Regions from separate parts of the Sus scrofa genome. Here region 2 is linked to region 1. Evidence: chromatin contacts called from public HiChIP or PLAC-seq data. All regions are on one chromosome and are shown on one strand. The core of a region is the stretch at or near the end of the contact, and the rest is flanking DNA. Distances in the headings are between cores, read along the strand shown. Region 1 has its middle 31 kb from the start of INSIG1. Region 2 has its middle 64 kb from the start of HTR5A.

Region 1 (4,621 bases), core at 974-3,473:
TGAGGTTCCCGACAGGGACAGGGACCCACCGCCCTTCCTGCTGCCTGTCCATCTTCAGTCCCTGGCAGGTGGTACTCTCTCACCAGCACTTAGCCGCTCATTGTTGTTGCTGTTGTTGTTTCTGGCCACGCCCACAGCATGCAGACGTTCCCAGGTCGGGGACTGAACCCAAGCCACACCTGTAACCAGAGCCACAGCCGTGACAACGCCAGATCCTTAACCCTCTGAGCCATGAGGGAACTCCTTTACTGTTTTTTTAAATTGTCATCGAGTGTATATAACACAAAAGCCACCATCCTAACCTACCTTGAAGGGCACAGTTTAGGGGAACTTGACACTTGGGTACTGTTGTGCAACCACCACCACTTTCCACGTCCAGAACTTCCCTTCCCAAACTGAACCTCTGTCCCCATTAAGCAGTAACTTCCCGCCGCTCCTCCCCAGCCCCTGGCACCCACCATTCTCCCTTCTGTGTCTGTGACTTCGACTAGGAACCTCATATACGTGGGATCAGACAGTATTTGTCCCTCTGTGTCTGCTTATTCCATGGAGCACAGTGTCCTCGGGTTCAGCCATGCGGTGGCCGGTGTCAGGATTTCCTTCCTTTTCAGGGCTGCGTAACATTCCAGCATGGGCTGGGTCACACGTATCTCACCAGTACTTCTAGGTTCTGCCTGTCCAGCAGCCTGTGAATGTGTTCAGGTCTCTTCCATTCCTCCACACACACAAGTCCACAAAACAGTAAAAACAAAAGCCCAAGACAGGTGAGTCATTCGCGAGGGCTGTGGGAACAAAGCACCACAGACTGGGCAGCTTAAGCAACAGAAACGGGAAGTCTCCGGGTTCTGGAGGCCGGAAGTCTGAGGTCAAGGCGTGGGCAGGGTGGGTTCCTCCCGAAGGCTCTCTCAAGGCTCACAGACGGCCATCTCGTCTCCACCCGGGGTCTCCCTGCGTGTGTGCCCGTGTCCAAACCTCCCCTTTACAGGAGGACACCGGGAGAGACCCCCGCGTCTTTGCTTCCCTGCCGCGCCCTCACGACCACCCCCAAAGCCAATGGTAAAGACTGGGTCATTAAGTGCGTGAGGGCCACCCCAGCAACCTCACCGTGCCTCTGCCGCCTCGGTACACACCGTCTCTCCAAGTCGGGTCTCCTTCCGAGCTGCGGAGGTTGGACTTGCACGGTGAACGTGGAGGGTCGGGACTGGAAGTCCCCCCACCCCACCCCACGTCGGTCAGCTCTCTTCCTTCCCCGCAAGTTCACTTGTGTCGTTATGTTTATTTGTAACGTGTCTTTATTTATTTATTTATTTATTTATTTATTTATTTAGTCTTTTCTAGGGCCACACCCGCGGCATATGGAGGTTCCCAGACTAGGGGTCCAATCAGAGCTGTAGCTAGCTGCTGGCCTTCACCACAGCTCACAGCAACGCCGGATCCTTAACCCATGGAGCAAGACCAGGGATCGAACCTGCAACCTCATGGTTCCTAGGCGGACTTGTTACCCCCTGCGCCAGGATGGGAACTCCTCCCCCATGTCTGTAAACATCTTTGTCTCTGAACAGGCAGATTCTAGCACGAATGCAAGTGCACGGCTTACATGGATGTCCATTTCCAGCCGTCTCTCTCCTGTGGTCTCTGCTTTACTTCGTGCAGGTCCTTTGCGTCCGGTCTGCTGCCCTGTTACGCAGACTCTGGGTCCCCAGATTTGTTCATCGAACCCCCACACCCCGTGTGGTTGCATCTGGAGACAGGCCTCTCCGGAAGTAACGAGGGTTAAGTGAGGTCATGAGGGGGCCCCCGGCCCTGGAGGATCGCCAGGATCGGCCCTCCCCAGGACCCAACGCAGCCAGCACCCCAACCTCGGACCCAGGACTGACGAGTGCCGGTTGTCTAGCCTGTCTGTGGCACAGCGACGGCCCCGAGAAGCTCACATGGGCTCCACCTGCTCATATAAGACCGGAGTCGTGTTCAAGGTCCCCACTGAGGCCCCCCTCATCTTTGCTTCCCTACCGCACCCTCTCGGTCACCCCCAATTCCGTGTGGCAACGATTGCGTCCTTAAATCACATGCCTTCTCTCTCAGAGAACATTCAACTTCCGCTTTCAGTGTCCACACTTTCCCAGGGTGACTCTCTTATCTTTGAACAATGGTTCCAGTCCAGGCCTGTACTGGTCACCCACTCAGCCATCACGGGGTCCGCTCCTTGCATAACTCTGCTGCCAAGGGCAACACCCCATCTCTCTCCCCTCACCCCAGCCTGGCACAGGGCAGGTGCCTGCAGGTATGCGTGGGGTGATGGCGGGTGGAATCCAGGAAGCACGAGGAAAGGGGCAGATCAGGTGTCCCAGAGCCAAGGGGAGAGGCAGCTGCACAGGGGACGGGCCTGGAGGGTGGCCTGAGCTCGCCTGGCCCGGGGGGGCCCACTCCAGGCAGTCCCTCAGGACCCGGGCTCCCCAGCCTCAGCTCTGGACACCTGTTAGCTGTGGGCTGTGCTGGAACCCACAGTGTTGGCAGCATCCTGGCCTCTCCCCGTGAAAAACATCCCCAGATGTTCCCAACATCCGTGGGGGCAAAGTCTCCAGGACTGAAGCCCAGGGCCCTGACCTCATTCACCTGTCCACCTGGACAACCAAGCCCACAGCCAGTGCCCTAACCCTAACCCCCTAACCCTAACCCTAGGCCTCACGACCTGGCCCCCCTCACACACTGGGGAAGCGAGGGGGAGCCTGCCTGACCAGGGACTCCTCAGACCCAGGGTTCCAGAAAGATCTGCCCTTCTCCTGATGACACATGTGATTCTTTGGTGACTCAGGACCCACCGCCTGAACACCACTTCCCACTGCCGTGGCTTCTGAAGCGCGCCCACTACTGGCAGGTTCGTTTTCCATCAGAGTGTCCTGTGCAACACCAGGTGGCTGCGTTCAAGGAGAAGAGGCTCCTGTGCAACAGTCCCTCTCCATTCATGCCCCTGCACCCCATCTAGAACCAGGCCACCCCCCTGCAGACACGCACCCACATGGGAAGAAAGGGACTTCATCCCGGGACAGGCCTGGGTTTCCCGCGCCCCCTGGTGGCCACTGCAGCACCTGCATCCTCCCCCAGCCCACTCCCTCCTAAGAGATCAAATGAGGGCTCGACGTGGGTTTATATATATCTATAGATATAGATATATATAAGATGATTTTTTTTCATTATAGCTAGTTTACAGTGTTCTGTCAATTTCCTACCATGCAGCATGATGACCCAGTTACACATACATGTATACATTCTTTTTTCTCACATTATCATGCTCCATTATAAGTGACTAGATATAGTTGCTAGTTCTACACAGCAGAGCTAGATATTTTTTAAAAAGCAAATCTCCATGGAAATTTGATGCTGGAAAAAAAAAATGCTGTATGTAATCTATTTCTTAAGCTGCATGTAACGGGAGGTTACGGACGACTGAGGCTGAGGGCCTTTTTTCCAGATTGCTGAAAACGAAAGTCTGAGAACAGGATGACACGTACGTGACCAAAACGTAAACCACCAGAAGATTGAGATAAGAGTGCAGTAGAAAGAGCCACGGGATCCACCCAGGCCCCATCCGCGGCCACCTTACACTCTGCTGGTTTTTAACCAGTGGCCGCCTCGCCTTGTAAACTCCCTCTGGTGGGTTTCTGGGGACTGCAGGATCGCCGGGCACCCCCTGCGTCCCAGGAGGAAAGTGGGTACTCTCCTAGGCTCCCAGTTGCGGGCTCGACCTGGAGGAACCAACGCAGTGGGCACTGTCAGGATTCGGGTACGATGGGAAGGGGCACCAGGCACCAGCCGGGGGTGCACACCTGGCTTCAGGGGTCCGGCTGGCAAATCCGTCTGCTGACCTGGGGGGAAACGGGCTTGCATTAATTCCAGCTGCCGCGGCCTGCAGGCGGATCCACGACCATCTGAAGCCAGCAAGGTAGGAACGTTCGCCCCTGGGGCCCAGGTAAAAATGCTAACAGATGCTGCAGCCTCTGCCAGAACGAATTTTAAATGAATCTCTCTGGTTGCAAGCACATTAAAGAAGAAAAACACACTTCTTTCTCATTCGTGGGGGCAAACAGCTGGAACTCATATCAGTAAGGGGAAAACATGGAGAAAAGGCTGGCGATTCGGGCACCGGAGGAAAACGCTGCTGCCTGCCTGTCCCTCCGGACTCCAGGTTGGCTTTCCTCTCACGTCGCCGCTGTGTCACTGCACAGCTCTGCCCTCTGCAGCCAAGGACAGACCGCGCTCGTCTGGAGGAGTGATGGAGCCCAGCTGAGCCCAGCACGAAAGGGTGGCTCCTCACCGTTTGAGGGCCGTGGGCGCCACGGAGAACAGGAAGAGCACTCTGGGGAAAGGTGCCGGGCCCCCAAAGCTGCCACAGGCCCCCAGGCCACGGAGGCCAGCCTGAGGCCTCTGCAAGCCACGTCGCCATAGGCAGCCCTGCTGTCCCTGTGTCCTCGCCACAGGCATAACTGGGTTCCAGAGAGCATGTCACTCCAGATATTGATCCCAAAGGGCCCGGAATGGGTTTCTGGCCAGAAGCATGACCGCAGGGGCAGCCCCAAGAGGCCCACTGCCCCAGCAGTTTGTGGCCAAATCAAGGCCAGGCCTG
Region 2 (4,621 bases), core at 1,242-3,741, 100 kb before region 1:
CAATTACCTGTGCAGCCCACAGCGCATGTGAGTGGGGGCGCAGCCTGGCTGCCCAGGGCCTTAGGGTCTCCCTCCCCACTTCCCGGTGACATAGGGCCACAGCTGGGAGCACCTTTCGTCAGCACTGCAAAGGGCCTCCTCTTGGTGCTGGGGGAGAAAACCAGGGTGCAGAGGGACCACCTGCCAGGCTCAGGGCACGGAGTCAGGGCCAGACGCCTGCGGGTCTTACAAGACCCCACTTCACTCATCTTGGGCCTCTGGTTGTGGGCTGGGTCCTTCCTCAATTCAGCCAGTGTTCGCCAAGGAGCAGGTGCACTGGTCTGTGAGGCCCTGTGCTAGGGCGGCACCTCAGGGGGACAGGGAGGGAGGTGTGGGCAACAGCAAAGGGCTGATTCCCAGGTGGGGACTTAAAACTCAGGTGACATGTGAGCCCGGGTATAGGCCTGCAGCCTCAGAAGGCACCTGGTCCTGCTGCTGGGGGAAGGAGCCCTGCCTGGGAGATCTATCCATCTATCCATCTATCTAGAGAGACAGTGAGACAGAGGGATGGAGAGTCAGAGACAGAGAGAGAAATTTGTCTTAAGGAATTGGCTCTGGTGACTGTGGCGCTGGCAAGTCTGAAATCTGCAGGGCAGGCTGGCAGGGTGGCAGGCTAGATCCAGGGAAGAGCTGGTGCTGCAACCAGGGCTGAAGGCTGTCTGGAGGCAGAGGTCTCCCTTCCTCAGGGACTCCAGTCTTTTTCTCTTAAGGCCTTCAACTGATTGGGCGAGGCCCACCTCGCTATGCAGGGCAGTCTGCTTCCCTCAAAATCTGTTGATTTAAATGGTAATCTCGTCTAAAATATACCTTGATAGAAACATTTGGACTGGTGTTTAGCTCACTATCTGGGTGTGGCGCCCCAACCAGGCCGACACGTCAAATTCACCATCCAACCATCCTGACATCCAGGAAATCAAGGACGCACCCTCGATGCCTCGGGCCGTAGGTGAGTCCTTTCTGGTTGGCTGCTGCTTCCTGCCAGGCATCCTTATCAGTGTTTGGAGTGTCAGCCAGGCTCAGGGTCCCCAGGGGACATCCTCGGGGACATGGCCGCCCTGCTCTGCCTTTCTGAGTTCTGAACCAGCTCCCGTGCTGGTTTTTCTCTCTCCTCATATTTGCTCCCGACCGGGGGAAAGCGAGGGAGCCGAGCATCACGATACCCCTCAGCAGGCCAGGAGGAGTGACACGTGGTCGCTGAAGCAGGGTCAACAGCAGAACCAGCAGCGTGGGCCCCAAGCCAGCACTGGGCAGGCCGGTGGTCCCCAAGCAGGGCAACTGTGTGCCCCTGGGGACATTTGGGTTGTCCAGGCTGGAGGAGGGAGGATGCTGCTGGCATGTGGAGGGCAGAGACCAGCCAGCTAAGGGGGCCGCCAATGACCTCCAACAGCAGGAGCCAGGGCTTACCTGCTATTAACACAGCTAATTGCACCATCCCAGGAGCAGACACCACCATCAGACCTTAATTAACCTAAATTAACCTCCAGGCCGCACCCCCTGGTGATGGGCATGAGCTGGGCAGACAGGCTGGCAGGGTGGTGCCGAAGGCGCCAGAATCAATGAGGCCACTTGGGAAAGGCTGAATAATTGCAACCCACATGGGAATAATCAGCTCAGGTAAGTGATGGCTGTCAACCCGGATGGAAGGCTCCATTCCCTGAAGTTCTGTCCTGGGCCCTAAAGGGGCCAGAATTTCATCAGTGACCAAAGATTCAGGAGCCAAGTTAATGAAATCACCAAATTGGACAAAGCTTGGAGAGACGCCCCAAATAGACAAAGCCCATTGAAGGGACATCTACAGGGATGCATGCACAATTCTGCGTTGGGGCACAGGACACCCAGGCTCCCAGGGTAGCTTTTCTGACTCCATGAAGTGGCCAAAGCAGCAGAAAGTCCAAGTGGGAACGCAGGCGCGGCTGTGTGCAGAGCACGCGATGGGGCCCCAGCGACACTTCGCATGGCCTTCCGCCTGCACTAGCCTGTCTGATCCAGCCTGAAAGCTGCGGGCAAGGGGCCCCAGAGACGTTCTTAGACGCATTCTACAGGCGGGGCTCAGGGAAGCCACATGACTGTCTGGTCCTAGCAGACTGGGTTTGGAAACCAGGCGTTTTCCCTAAATCCCGCATCCTTCGGGCTTTGGCCAGAGGGGATTGACAGGAGGGGCTGAGATTGAAGACAGCCCCCCACCCCCCGCCACCCAGTGCCCTGGGCCGGCCCTGCAGAGTTTCCTACAAAGTGAAAATCCTTTAGGGGTCCAGACAAAAGATAAAGGAAAAAAAATCAGATGGCGTCACCTCAACAGACCTCCCCGCCTCCCGCCATGCCAACAGTCCCGCCAGCACTGCTGCTCCGGCTGATGCTGGAGGAAACCCCACCAGGGGTGAAGGCCGAGAGGTTGGGGGGCCCCGAGGGCCAGGGTGGAGGCTGGCTGCTACCATCAGGGAGCAAAGCCAACTCTGTGGTTGTAGTCAGAGACGCAGCCAAAATTCACCCAGGCGTTTACAAGGAGAAAAGTCAAAGTCTAGCCAAAGACAGACAGACAGACAGACTGACAGACAGACAGACAGACAGACACACACACACACACACACACACACACACACACACACGGCTGAGGTTTCAGTCTTAATAGGAGACAAGGTCGTTTTTCAGCCAAAACACATAAAATGAAGGAAAGCAAAGGCATACTGAGCCCTTTAGCCTTATGCTTTATAATAAAGTTTGTGGTAGTTGTGAACATTAAATATTAATACATTGTTTTGTAAAATGTTCAAAAAGCAGAAAGTACAGAAATACAAGGCAAATAGGCAGACATGCATGATTCATAGGAGATGTTTGTTCCCTCTTTGGCCATGTTCCCCTTTTCCTGGTTCCTTTGAGTAATTTTTTTTTTTTAATTTGGCCACGGTGTGCAGCAGCTTCTCGGGGGATCTTAGTTTCCAGACCAGGGATCGAACCCAGGAGGCAGCGGCGAAAGCACCGAATCCTAACCACCAGACCACCAGGGAACAGCCTCCTTTGAGTCATTTAAGTTTTCTTTCTTTTTTTTTTTTTTTTTTTTTTTTTTTTAGTATTCCATTTTAAATGATCTTTCGTCTTTTGGGGCTCTGTCTTTTTGCGTTATTAGCGGTTGCTCCCAGGATTACAACATGCTTGCCGACCACGTCACGGCCTGCGTACAGCTAATATTTTACCATCTAACTTCAGAAGCCTCTCAACTGTATTGGTGTCTTTATCCTGTCCTGTTACCTTACAGCCGTCACATGCGTCACATCTCCATAGTTAATCAACCAGATGCCAGAATCCTTGCTTTCAACTGCCACACGTATTTTAAAGAAGTTAAGGGGAGAAAAAGGGTCTATGATGGTTTTCCAGGCTTTACCGTTTCCGTTGCTTTAGCTTCATTCACAAAACTTAGCCGAGTTATAAACCATAAAAGGATTTCTGTTAATTTCAAAATGGAGAGATAATGAAGAAAATATTTTTGATCATAGTGAAATAAAACTAGAGGTTGATAAAATCACAAAACTGAAAAAGGCCTGCACCTAGGCATTTTATACTTCCCTGTTAAACAACTTTTGCATCAGAGGGAAACGAAGAGAAATTACAGAATTTTTGGCATTCCCATTGTGGTTCATGTGGAAATGAACCAGACTAGCATCCATAAGGACCCAGGTTCGATCCCTGGCCCTGCTCAGGGGGTTAAGGATCCAGCGTTGCCATGAGCTGTGGTGTAGGTCGCAGACACAGCTCGGATCCTGCGTGGCTGTGGCTGTGGTAGAGGCAGGCAGCTGCGGCTCCGATTCAAACCCTAGGCTGCAAACTTCCATATGCTGCAGGGATGGCCGGAAGGAAGGAAGGAAGGAAGTATAGAGGGAGAGAGGGAAGAAAGGAAGGGAAGGAAGACGGAAAGAAAGAAATTACAGGATTTCTGGGAAACAATAATAATGAAAATACAAGATCGAATTTATGGAATGTAAATAAAGCATGTTTAGAGAATTAAATATTTACATTGGTAAAGCAGGAATTACGTGAATTTACCATCTCACTCAAAAAACTGGAAAAAGAGCAATAAAATACACTGAAGCAAAGAAGAAAAAAGGATCCATAAGGATAAGAGGAAAAAAAATGAGTTATACAGTGGAATTGCAGCTGGATTTATGACCAAATTTTTTAATTTTTAAAAATTAAATCGATTGTTTAGCTGGTTAATTCCTAATCAAAGAAAAAGAGAACATTTAAAAACACAAAAAAAGAAAGGTGCTATAACCCGAGGCTCTGTGCCAAGTGCTTCCCCCAGACCAGCGCGCGAGGGGAGTCTTGCAACAGTCCCGTGACGGCAGCGGTCGTGCGATTACTCTCATGTTTGGACCCATTCACAGTCAGCCACAGAGGCTCCAGGAGTTGGTATGACTCAGGTGTGTCAGCAGCCCCAGCACCGGGTGGAGCTGGAACCCCTGCCCCTGGCAGGCGCCGTGACACCATAACGCCGTGACACCGGGATGCCATGACGCGGGGATGCCAGGATGCCGGGATGCCCTGACGCCCCGACACCGGGCGGTCGGGACACCGGGACACCGGGATG

The links. HiChIP or PLAC-seq counts read pairs in DNA pulled down with a chosen protein or histone mark.
Region 2: an H3K27ac HiChIP or PLAC-seq map of alveolar macrophages shows a contact between it and region 1. The contact joins two enhancer-like sites. A contact is called at or near these places in 3 of 5 promoter capture datasets (fetal liver, fetal skeletal muscle and liver), 28 of 47 Hi-C or Micro-C datasets (adipose tissue, alveolar macrophages, blood and 14 more) and 2 of 2 datasets of contacts at active chromatin or transcription factors (alveolar macrophages and skeletal muscle).

The regions. Positions count from the first base shown.
Region 1 is chr18:2,865,188-2,869,808 of Sscrofa11.1, reverse strand. No RefSeq gene overlaps it. Among named protein-coding and RNA genes, the nearest start is that of INSIG1, 31 kb to the left of the region's middle. Within about 2 kb of position 2,223, at least 11 of the 83 cell types and tissues checked have an H3K27ac peak or open chromatin away from gene starts, as enhancers often do. A contact at or near this core is called in alveolar macrophages, liver and retroperitoneal adipose tissue, where this site is marked.
Region 2 is chr18:2,966,966-2,971,586 of Sscrofa11.1, reverse strand. No RefSeq gene overlaps it. Among named protein-coding and RNA genes, the nearest start is that of HTR5A, 64 kb to the left of the region's middle. Within about 2 kb of position 2,491, at least 3 of the 83 cell types and tissues checked have an H3K27ac peak or open chromatin away from gene starts, as enhancers often do. A contact at or near this core is called in alveolar macrophages, liver and retroperitoneal adipose tissue, where this site is marked.